2 separate regions of the Macaca mulatta genome follow, and region 2 is linked to region 1. A link is a contact called in public Hi-C data. All regions are on one chromosome and are shown on one strand. The core of a region is the stretch at or near the end of the contact, and the rest is flanking DNA. Distances in the headings are between cores, read along the strand shown. Region 1 holds the start of HIC2 (HIC ZBTB transcriptional repressor 2). Region 2 holds the start of TMEM191C (transmembrane protein 191C).

Evidence for each region. Hi-C and Micro-C count contacts between places; a contact is called where the count stands out from the background.
Region 2: a contact with region 1 is called in a Hi-C map of CD4 T cells, with 3 times the contacts expected there. The contact joins the promoter of TMEM191C here to the promoter of HIC2 in region 1.

The regions. Positions count from the first base shown.
Region 1 is chr10:31,476,490-31,481,427 of T2T-MMU8v2.0, reverse strand. HIC2 (HIC ZBTB transcriptional repressor 2) reads right to left here and starts at 2,648. Exons shown (of 3, transcript XM_028827944.2): 1 at 2,459-2,648.
Region 2 is chr10:31,535,015-31,539,958 of T2T-MMU8v2.0, reverse strand. It overlaps TMEM191C (transmembrane protein 191C), which reads right to left and starts at 3,626. Exons shown (of 10, transcript NM_001193786.2): 1 at 3,331-3,626; 2 at 2,927-3,050; 3 at 2,742-2,792; 4 at 2,515-2,592; 5 at 2,112-2,168; 6 at 1,931-2,014; 7 at 1,764-1,828; 8 at 1,612-1,684; 9 at 1,425-1,465; 10 at 1,021-1,342. The coding sequence starts at 3,626. The coding sequence ends at 1,138.

The sequences.
Region 1 (4,938 bases), core at 1,399-3,898:
ACTTTATTCCTTCCTCACGGCTCTCTCTCTCCAGAACTGCCCCGCCAGCTCTTCTCCAGGGGCTAGCTGCTGATTAAATGGCACTTCCCCCACCCCTCAGATCTGACCCCACAAACAATAAGGACTCGAGGAAGGCAGCAGGCTATCAGCTCAATAATGCAAAATCCTGTTGCTCCTCGTCCACAACAGCTGACTTCAAGTGGACGGGAGGCTGCGCTTATTAACAAAATGAGAAATCTGATCTACGGAAAGAAAACACTACGTGAGGATTAATCCAGGACTGCAGCTTGTGAAGAAGGCTGGGCTGCTGGCCAAGACCGAGGATCGAGGATGGGATCGTGCCTACCTGTCCCCAGAGCAGGTATCATGCAGCACAACAGGACTCATCAGGACTCATCACCCCTGCCCCACCTGCGCCTTCTCTTCTCCTTCCAGCAACTTCACAATCATTTCGGTTTTGCTTTAATTAAAGGCCTGACTCCCTCGGGCTTCTTCTTCCTCTACACAGAGCCAGCAACCAGAGGGAGATTTTTCTTTTCAGGAATCGGTCGTAAAACCTCAGTGACTAATCTACAAGTTCCAACAACTGGCAGAAAAACACCGCAGGGAGAGGTTGCTGGGCACACAGCAGCACTCAGAGCCAACTGGCCAGAAAAGCTGGGCTACAGGCACTCTACAACCTCCCTCCCCCAACCCGACACTGGCCTGCCGACCCACCTGAGAGCTCTGACCTCCGAAGGGAGGCAGCTGGGGAGCCTCTTCCCAGCCTTCCAAGTCTATTGCTTGTCCTGTGGGACCTAGAGATCTTCACAATCTCAATGGCACAAGACGGAACGTTCACTTCCAGGCAACAATTCTGGGCCACAGGACTCAGTTCAGCCCCCAAGCATCAGACTCCCAGCCCTGTTCTTGGTGTTCAGAACTCACTAAACCAGCAGTCTCGCCACACAGTTTTGTCTCCAGAGGCCAGCTCATCTGTTTTTCAGACTACTACAGCAACCCTGCTCCACCAAGCATGCACACTCTCCTTGCCACAGGGCTCCAGACCAACCACATGGCCTGTGCTCCTGAAAATGTCTGCTTGAAGGCCCAGGGAGTCCAGACACTGGCAGATGAGAATGGAGGGAAAGAAGCAAAGCCAGAAACCAGGAAGCAATAAATGCTAGACCCAGAAAGGCCTTAGGTTTGAGTGACCCAGCTCCATCCCTCCATCCTGGATCCTTAGAGGACAGCCTTGAGTTCACCCTAGGAGCTCCCAAGGCCCCTCCACTACCTGCCAGCTCTCCGACAGCACAAGAGACACAGCAATCCCCACATCAGTCAACAACCCACCGCCACAGGATTCCTATGGGCAAGGCTCTGCCCCTCCCCCCAGCACATATGTCAGAGGGGTGGCTTCCCTGGGTTACACCCCTCCTGCTGCTGGGGGAGTGGGGGGTCGGGAACATAGCTTTCCAGATGTGCTTGGCAACTCCTACTAGAAAAGACTAGGGGTGCAGGGGATAGAAGACATGGATAAATAACTTTAACACCGCTCCAACCCATCCGGCTCAGCATTGGGCTCCCTTACACAGGCAGTCCCAGGCAGTTCTGGGTGGGGCCGTTGGGAGCATTATCTGGCCTCATTCCCTCCTCTCCGCAAGTCACTGCCCCCCAGGGAGAGGCATTTCCCCCCCACCACGCACACACCCAGGCCTGTGTGAATATGAACCATCTTGGAAGATAAACAGAGAGTGACAAGCTGGGGCCCCTCAGCCCCCTCCCTCAGCCAGCCGGTCCCTTCCCCCTGCCAGCCGACCCCCTCCCCCAAGCCCATCTCTCTTCCTGCCAAGCGGCTGCCTACAGGAGAGATCTGGGGGCAGGGCAGCGAGCCCACCAGGCGCAGAGCCTGGCCCTCTGGGAGCGGCCCCTCCAGGCCCGCCCCTGCCCCTGCCCCTGCCGTGGCCAGTCTTCCCGCGGGGAGGAGGCAAGAAGAGAGGAGACCGCAGACAGTGCAAGACCGCAGTTCTGGAAATCGCAAAATCCTCCAGCGAGGGGGCGGCCGCGGGCGCAGGGCCGTTTGCATAATGGGAGCCCTCCCGCCTGTCAGGCAGCGCAGCTCGCCCGACGCTGTTCGGATTAGATTGCTAATGAAAAGGCACAAAGAGCCGGCGCCCGCTCGCCCGCCGACCCCCGCTCCGCAGACCCGCGCCTCCTGGGCCTGGCGCGGCCCCGTGGGCTTTGTGCCCCGGGTGCCCCACCGCCCGCGCCCCTCTGGGCATCTGGCCCACAAAGCCCGGGCCTGCCAGGGGTCCCGCGTGCGCCCCCGCCCAGGCCCGCCAGACGCGAGCGCGTCCCCCACGCGCGCAGTCCCACGTCGCCCGGGCGCGCGCGCCCACGCCCCTCTCTCCGGGGACGCGCCCGGCCCGCGGCCCCCGCCCGCGCCCCGCGCCCCCCGCCCCCCAAGGCCGCCCCTCACCTCGTGTGCGTCGGCGGCGGCGCTCCGCCCGCCGGCCGGCCGGCCCTACCAGCGGCCCTTGTCCTCAGCGCCCGGCTCGCGCCGCACGCGTCCGCCCCGTCCGTCTGCCGCCGGCTCGGCTCGGCTCCCCGCCCAGCGCGCCCCGAGCGCCGCTCACAGCCGCCCGCCCAGCGCCATCTTGGAAGCTTGTGACGTCGGCGCCGCCCGCTCACCCCTGACCCACATCTGAATGGGCGAGCAGCGGGGCGGGGCCAGGGGGCGCTAGGGGGCGGGGCCTGCGAACCGGGGCGGGGCCTCCGGGGGCGGGGCCGGCGCCGGCGCCGGCAAGCGGTCCGAGTACTAGGCGGGGCGGGCTGCGGGGGTCCGGCGCCGTGGGGGAGGGGAGCGCGAGAGGAGCCGGGGACCCAGACCCCGGACATCTAACTGGATCCCGACCTCAAGCGCCAGGACAGGACCGCGACCTCACCCCCGAAGTACCCGGACCGCATACCCGCCCCCGGGACAGGGACGCTGGCCCCCCCCTCCACAGGCTGACGCCCACCCCCTCAAACTCAGATGGACTTACTCCCTTTTAGCCCTACCCTGACCCCTAGGAGCCCCGAATTAGGGACCTCTGTCGGCCTACGCGTCTCCTCCCCGACTCCCTTGCGACCCCTACTCGACGCTCCCTGCGGTTGCGCGAGGCTCAAAGGCGTAGCCAGCAGTGACTGCAAGCTCGGGGGTCTGGGCTCCTGGGGAGGCCCGGGCTGGTTGGGTGCAAAAGAGAAGGGGCGCCCCTTCCCTGACCCCAGCGCCCCTCCGGCCCGCGCGCGCGCACCCCCGCGTGCCTTACCTGCTCCGAAGGCGCGGAGGACCCAGCGAGCTGCGCTCAGCCAGCCCCTTCCGGTGGCCGCAGCCCCTCGCAGGCCCCAGGGGTCAAGCGCCTGCCCGAGCCGGCCCACCAGGACCCGGGCTCCCGGCCGCCATGCAGATGGCCTTCCCAGGGGCTGGGCTGGCCTGAGCCGCCACTGCTTCTCTAGGGAGCTACTTAATGGACCTCTCTCTACTTTGAACACCAAACAAAGGAACACACCACTATCGAGGTCGCCCAAGTCCAAGAGGAGCACAGGTCTGCCTTACAGGCAAGTTGTGCTCCAGCTCCAGTCAAGATTAAAAGCCAGTTCCAATAACCCTTTGCCAAGCTGATTATGCAACCTTTCTTTCCTAATCGACGTATAGGTTTAGTGTCATGCTAACAACATTTCTTAGACTTCACAAAATTCTTAGTTCACCTGGAAAACTAAATAGTCGAAAACAGCTATCGTTTTCCCCCCTTGGAAACAAAAGCAGGCATGAAGGTAGACTTGCCCTAACAGATGTCAAAAAGAAATTGTAAAGCTACCGCAAGCATTTCAGTGTGGTACAGAACAAGAAATAGAATAGAAAGCCTAGAAACATCCTAGAAATGGTAAGAACACAATAGATGAAAAAGGAAATATCAAACATCTGTGAAGAAAAAAGAGATATCAAACATCCTTGAAGAAGAAAAGGAATATTCCACAAATAGAGCCCAGCAGAGGACTCACTATTTGAAGGAACGACTGAAAAAAAAATAGTCAACCATTCTGCTAACCCAAGACATATAAATTAAAACTATAAGAAGCTGGGTTTTCTACTAAACAAATTAAAAATCAGTTTCAAATGATAACCTTCAAACACAGGGTCTGGTAGGTAATCACTCTTATCAGTCTTATACTGTTGGAAGCACATAAATCGCCTCAAAATTCCTGGACATGAGTTTGGCGGTGTAAGCCAAAAGTTTTTTTGTTTGTTTGTTTTGTTTTGTTTCTTGACGCTCGGAGTCTCACTCCGTTGCCCAGGCTGGAGTGTAGCCGCAAACTCCTGGGATCAGGTGATCCTCCTGCCTCTCAAAATGCTGGAATTACAGGCTAAGCCAACTCACCTGGCCCCAAAAATATTTTAAAATAATTATACCCTCTCAGACCAGTATTCCAGGATTCTGTTCTGGGGAAATTAACCACATTTACAGACCACGTACTTATTATCTGTCTCTCTACCCATAAGTAAGTTTGTACCTGTAAGTTTGGAACCCGTGCCTAGGAGCACACCTGAGACAACAGGCATTCAACGGTCCCTTGTTTCGTCTGCATTTGAAAACTAATGTGGCCGCCTCATGCCTGTAATTCTAGCATTTTCGGAGGCCAAGGCCAGACTTTGAGACCACCCTGGGCAACATGGTGAAACCCCGTCTCTACTAAAAATACAAAAATTAGCCGGATGTCATGGTGCATGCGCGTAGTCCCAACTACTACATGAGACACGAGAATCACTTGAATCTGGGAGGCTGAGGTTGCAGTGAGCTGAGATCATGCCATGACACTCCAGCCTGGGCAACAGAGGGAGACTCGGTCTCAAAAAACAGTGCAAAAGATAACTAATATACAATAATTTTTTTTTTTTTTTTTGAGACGGAGTCTCGC
Region 2 (4,944 bases), core at 2,377-4,876, 58 kb before region 1:
TTTGGGGAGGCCGAGGTGGGTGGATCACGAGGTCAGGAGATCAAGACCATCCTGGCTAACACAGTGAAACTCCGTCTCTACTAAAAATACAAAAAATTAGCTGGGTGTGGTGGTGGGTGCCTGTAGTCCCAGCTACTTGGGAGGCTGAGGCAGGAGAATGGTGTAAACCCAGGAGGCAGAGCTTGCAGTGAGCCGAGATCATGCCACTGCACTCCAGCCTAGGCGACAGAGCGAGACTCCGTCTCACAAAAAAAAAAGTAGCACATGTGATCAGAGGGAAAAAACAAGCATTAAGATGCTTTAAGGCAGTTTAGGGGAAGATGACAGCGATGAGCTGAGCTCAAGTAGTAAGAATACCAGAATACAGAGTGTGACTTCCCAAATAAACAGAAAGGGGAGCATTGAAAAATCAGGATCAACATACTACAAATGGTAGAAATATATTCAGATATAGTAGAAATAATTTCAAATCACAATACTTGAAAAAGGGAGCTTGTCAAATTGGCAAAAAAGTGTCAAATGCTATGTACAAGTTTCTGGCAATATGGCAAATTATATATCCTGAAAAACTGAAAATGCTGTTTATAATACTGGGGAGTGGATCTAAATCCATGAGCTGTAAAAAAGGAAGGAATCTTTGGAGGCTAAAAAACCAAGCTCCTAGGCCGGGCACGGTGGCTCAAGCCTGTAATCCCAGCACTTTGGGAGGCCGAGACGGGCGGATCACGAGGTCAGGAGATCGAGACCAGCCTGGCTAACACGGTGAAACCCCGTCTCTACTAAAAAATACAAAAAACTAGCCGGGCGAGGTGGCGGGCGCCTGTAGTCCCAGCTACTCGGGAGGCTGAGGCAAGAGAATGGCGTAAACCCGGGAGGCGGAGCTTGCAGTGAGCTGAGATCCGGCCACTGCACTCCAGCCTGGGAGACAGAGCGAGACTCCGTCTCAAAAAAAAAAAAAAAAAAAAAAAAAAAAATCCAAGCTCCTACAGGACATGGGAGACAGATGACGAACCCACGAGCTTCATCCCTTGAGGAGTTTATTAGGCGACCTTGGTCTACACTCTCAGGAGAGGAGTGCACCAGAAATAAAGCCAGGTGCCCTGGAGTCCACCTGGAGCCAGGCGCGGGGCGCTGCACTTAGGTGGGCAGCAGCCCGTTAGCGCGCAGCTCCAGCAGCGGGGACAGTGTGTAGCGCAGGCGGCGCAGCGTCGTCTCCGAGGTGAGGCTCCGGAGCCACGCGGAGATGGTGCCAGGGTCCAACAGCACAGTCCAGAGCAGCGACAGCCCCAGGAAGAGGAGCGGCAGCGTCAGCAGCACCTGCAGCGCGCCCAGCACGCACCGCCTGAGGGGCGAAAGGCGGGCAGGTGGGCGGCGACTCGGACGTGTACCTGGGGGACCGCGGCCGCGCCCACCGCCCTGCTCACCTGATGGCCAGCGCGCACCGGCCGCCGAACAGCCGCATCTCCTGCGGAGAGAGGGGGCCTCATCCAGCTACCTCCGCGCCCGCGGAGCCGGCCGGGTTTCCAGGAGGAGGGGGAGGCGGCCCGGCGCCGGGATGGGGAGGGGTGTCCCGCTCCAGCCCGCCCCGCCTGGACCCGCGCAGGCGCTCACTCGGTCCGCCCTGGCCATCTCCTCCATGAGCGACTCGGTGCTATACTGCACTCCGCGAAGCTGTCCGTCACACCTGCGGGGACAGGCATGCAGGTGGGAGCCCGGCCCGGCCCCACAGTGCCCCGCCGCGCCCGCAGGCCCAACTCCCTTACGGTTCCCGGCCACTCTGCCAGGCGTCCAGCTCCTCCGCAGCCTCCATCACCTTCACCTGCACCTCCTGGAGCGGGTGAGAGTGCGGACTGAGGCCTCGGGGAGGCGTCCTGGCGGCGGGTTGGGAGACCTGCCGCCCCAGGTCTGGGGGAGGAGAGGCGGGAGGCACCTTGGCGTCCGAGTGGGGCCGCACCTGCAGGACTACGGTCTGCTCCTGGAATATGGCCCAGGCCTCAGCTGTCTGCAGCGCGCCCTGGGTGTGGACACCTGGGTTAGACTCCGGGGAGACACGCCCTTCCCCACCCACACTCGAAAGCTGACCCTCCAACAGAACCCACTTCTGCCCTCACCTGCTGCAGTTTCTCCTCCTGCAAGGCGCACTTGGTCTCCGCCAGCTCCAGTTCATTCTTGAGAAGGACCCAGGGAATGTCAGGAGGTCCGCAGGCCGACACCCCGCTGCCCCTCCGGGCCCCGCCCGTGGCCCTCAGCGCCCGTCCCCAGGCGACCATGACCCTGCCCACGTCCTCAGGACCCATCGTAAGCAACGCCCCAGTTAGTCGTGGCCCCACCCCCTCCGCTCTCCGCCCCTATTCTAGCCCTCAGGGCCCCGCCCCCATGCGATTATGCTCCGCCCACATCCCCGCCCAGTCCACGCTGTCAGGGCCTGCCGCAAGCCACACCCCCAGGTGGTCATGGCCCCGCTCATGCTGCTGCTCCGCCTCTACTAAAGACCTCAGGGTCCAGCTCAAGCACCTGCAGCGTCACCAATTGGGCTGCGAGTTGCTGCTCCGTGCTCTTCTGGCTCTGCTGTTCCCCTCCGTAGTAGAAGAGCTAGGGGCGGGGCTTGTAAAGGCGGGGTTTACCGACTTCTGGAGGAACGGGTGTCGGGGTGACAGGGACGGAGAGGCAACAAGGGCGGGGACCAGGGCAGGACTTCCGAGAGGAACCAAGAGACAGACCCTCCCATCTCCCGCACGTACCTGACTAGACAGCTCCTCCCACTGCTCCTGCAGCTGCCTGTTGTACTGCTCCTGCGGACAGGGTCCTGGGGCGGTGCCGGCCTCTCCGCCGGTCCTGCCTCACCCCACCCCCGGATCCCGCCCCCTTCCGCCCACCCTGCCCCACTCCACCGTGGATCCAGCCCCATTCCAGGACTCTTACTCACCAAGTCCTCCTTGTGGCGCTCCGCCTCCTCCAGCCTTCTGCGCACCCGCTCCGCGCGCTCCCGCGCCGCCTCGCGCGCCTCCCCTTGCAGAGGTTGTACTGCCTGGCTTCGCCTCCGCAGCAGGCTGCAGAGGGAAACTGAGGTTGGCGCTACAAGGCGGACTGGGTTGCTCAGGATCCCGCAGTCACCGGGAAGGACCAGCTGCAGGCTCATGATTGGGAACGGGGAAGTCCTGACCGAGTCCCCCACCTGGGTCCGCTGGGTGGATCGCCCGTTCCCCAAGCGCCTAGAGCAGAGGTGCGGGCCCGGGCGGATCGGCCTGGTACTCTGCGAAGCCCCTCGCGGCGCTGCCTGCGGGACGGACCCTCACGCGCCCGCCAGGTGGAGCGGCGTTCCCCGCGCACCTTCGCTCCCGCTCGCTCAGGTCCTGCAGGCGCCGGTTGAGGCTCTCGCTCTCGGCCTCGAGCCCGCGCATCAGCTTCTCTAGCTCCTGCTTCCGCTGGCGACCATCTCGGTTATCCTTCTGCAACTGCAGCAGCAGCTCCTGCGTCGCGGCCATGGCTGTGGAGACCGTGCCTAAACGCCGCCCGCCTAGGGGACCCAGCCTGCGGCTGGCGGGCGTCACAATGGGCAGCAGGGAGCGCCTAGCGGGCTGTACCACAACGGGCGGCAGGGGGAGCCCAAGCGCAACCTGACACATGCCTCTTCTCACACCAGCTAGAGACAGGTCAGGCCGGTCACACTTAGTCCACCACTGATGAAAATTGTGTCAAAGAGCTAATTGGATCAATGAAAGATTAATAAAATACTAAGACCAAATGCAGGCAAGTTGAAGATTGGTTCCCCCACATAGCAGATGGCACTCGGAAACTGATCGATCTCTTGTAGAAAAGAACCCATAAATATGTTCATATCTTTTGACCCAATTATCCCTCTCCTGGGAAATTTATCCCAGGAAGGAGAAAAAATATTTTTTCTTTTTTTGAGACAGAGTCTCGCTGTGTCTCCCCGGCTGGAGTGCAGTGGCGCTATCTCGGCTCACTGCAAGCTCTGCCTCCCGGATTCACGCCATTCTCCTGCCTCAGCCTCCCGGGTAGCTGGGACTAGAGACGCCTGCCACTATGCCCGGCTTTTTTTTTTTTTTTTTTTTTTTAGTAGAGACGGGGTTTCACTGTGTTAGCCAGGATGGTCTCGATCTCCTGACCTCGTGATCCACCTGCCTCAGCCTCCCAAAGGGCTACAGGCGTGAGCCACCGCGCCCAGCCGAGAAAAAATAATTTAAACCCACTGTGCATTAAATGGTTCGCTGAAGTGGTTACAGTAGCCACAAAAAAAAGGAAACAATTTTAATGATTAATATGTGTTTGGGTATTTATTATGTGGCATGCCTAGAGCTATGATGATGTCTGGTGAAAAAGAATTTGATTTAGCATTTATGCTAAAGTAACTAAGATAAAATACATGACAAGATCCGCAAAGGAAACAGGAGGAAGATAAGCTCTTTCATTGCTTGGTGAGACTGTAAGTAAACTCGTCCTTTTATTTATTATTATTTTAGAGACAAAGGTCTTGCTGTCACCAGGCTGGAGTACAGTGGCACAATCAAGGCTCAGAGCAGCCTCAATCTCCCAGGCCCAAGTGATCCTTCCGCCTTAGCCTCCCAACTTGTCCTTTTAAAATCTGCCTTTATTTGTCGAGTACAATTATGAACTTGGATGCAAAAATCCAAAATAAATTACTAACAAAATCTAAAGGGAAACAGATCGAGACCATCCTGGCTAACACGGTGAAACCCCGTCTCTACCAAAAATACAAAAAACTAGCCGGGCGACGTGGCGGGCGCCTGTAGTCCCAGCTACTCGGGAGGCTGAGGCAGAAGAATGGCCTAAACCCGGGAGGCGGAGCTTGCAGTGAGCTGAGATCCCGCCACTGCACTCCAGCCTGGGAGACACAGCGAGACTCCGTCTCAAAAAAAAATAGTGTATGCTTTTTTTTTTTTTTTTTTTTTTTTTTTTTTT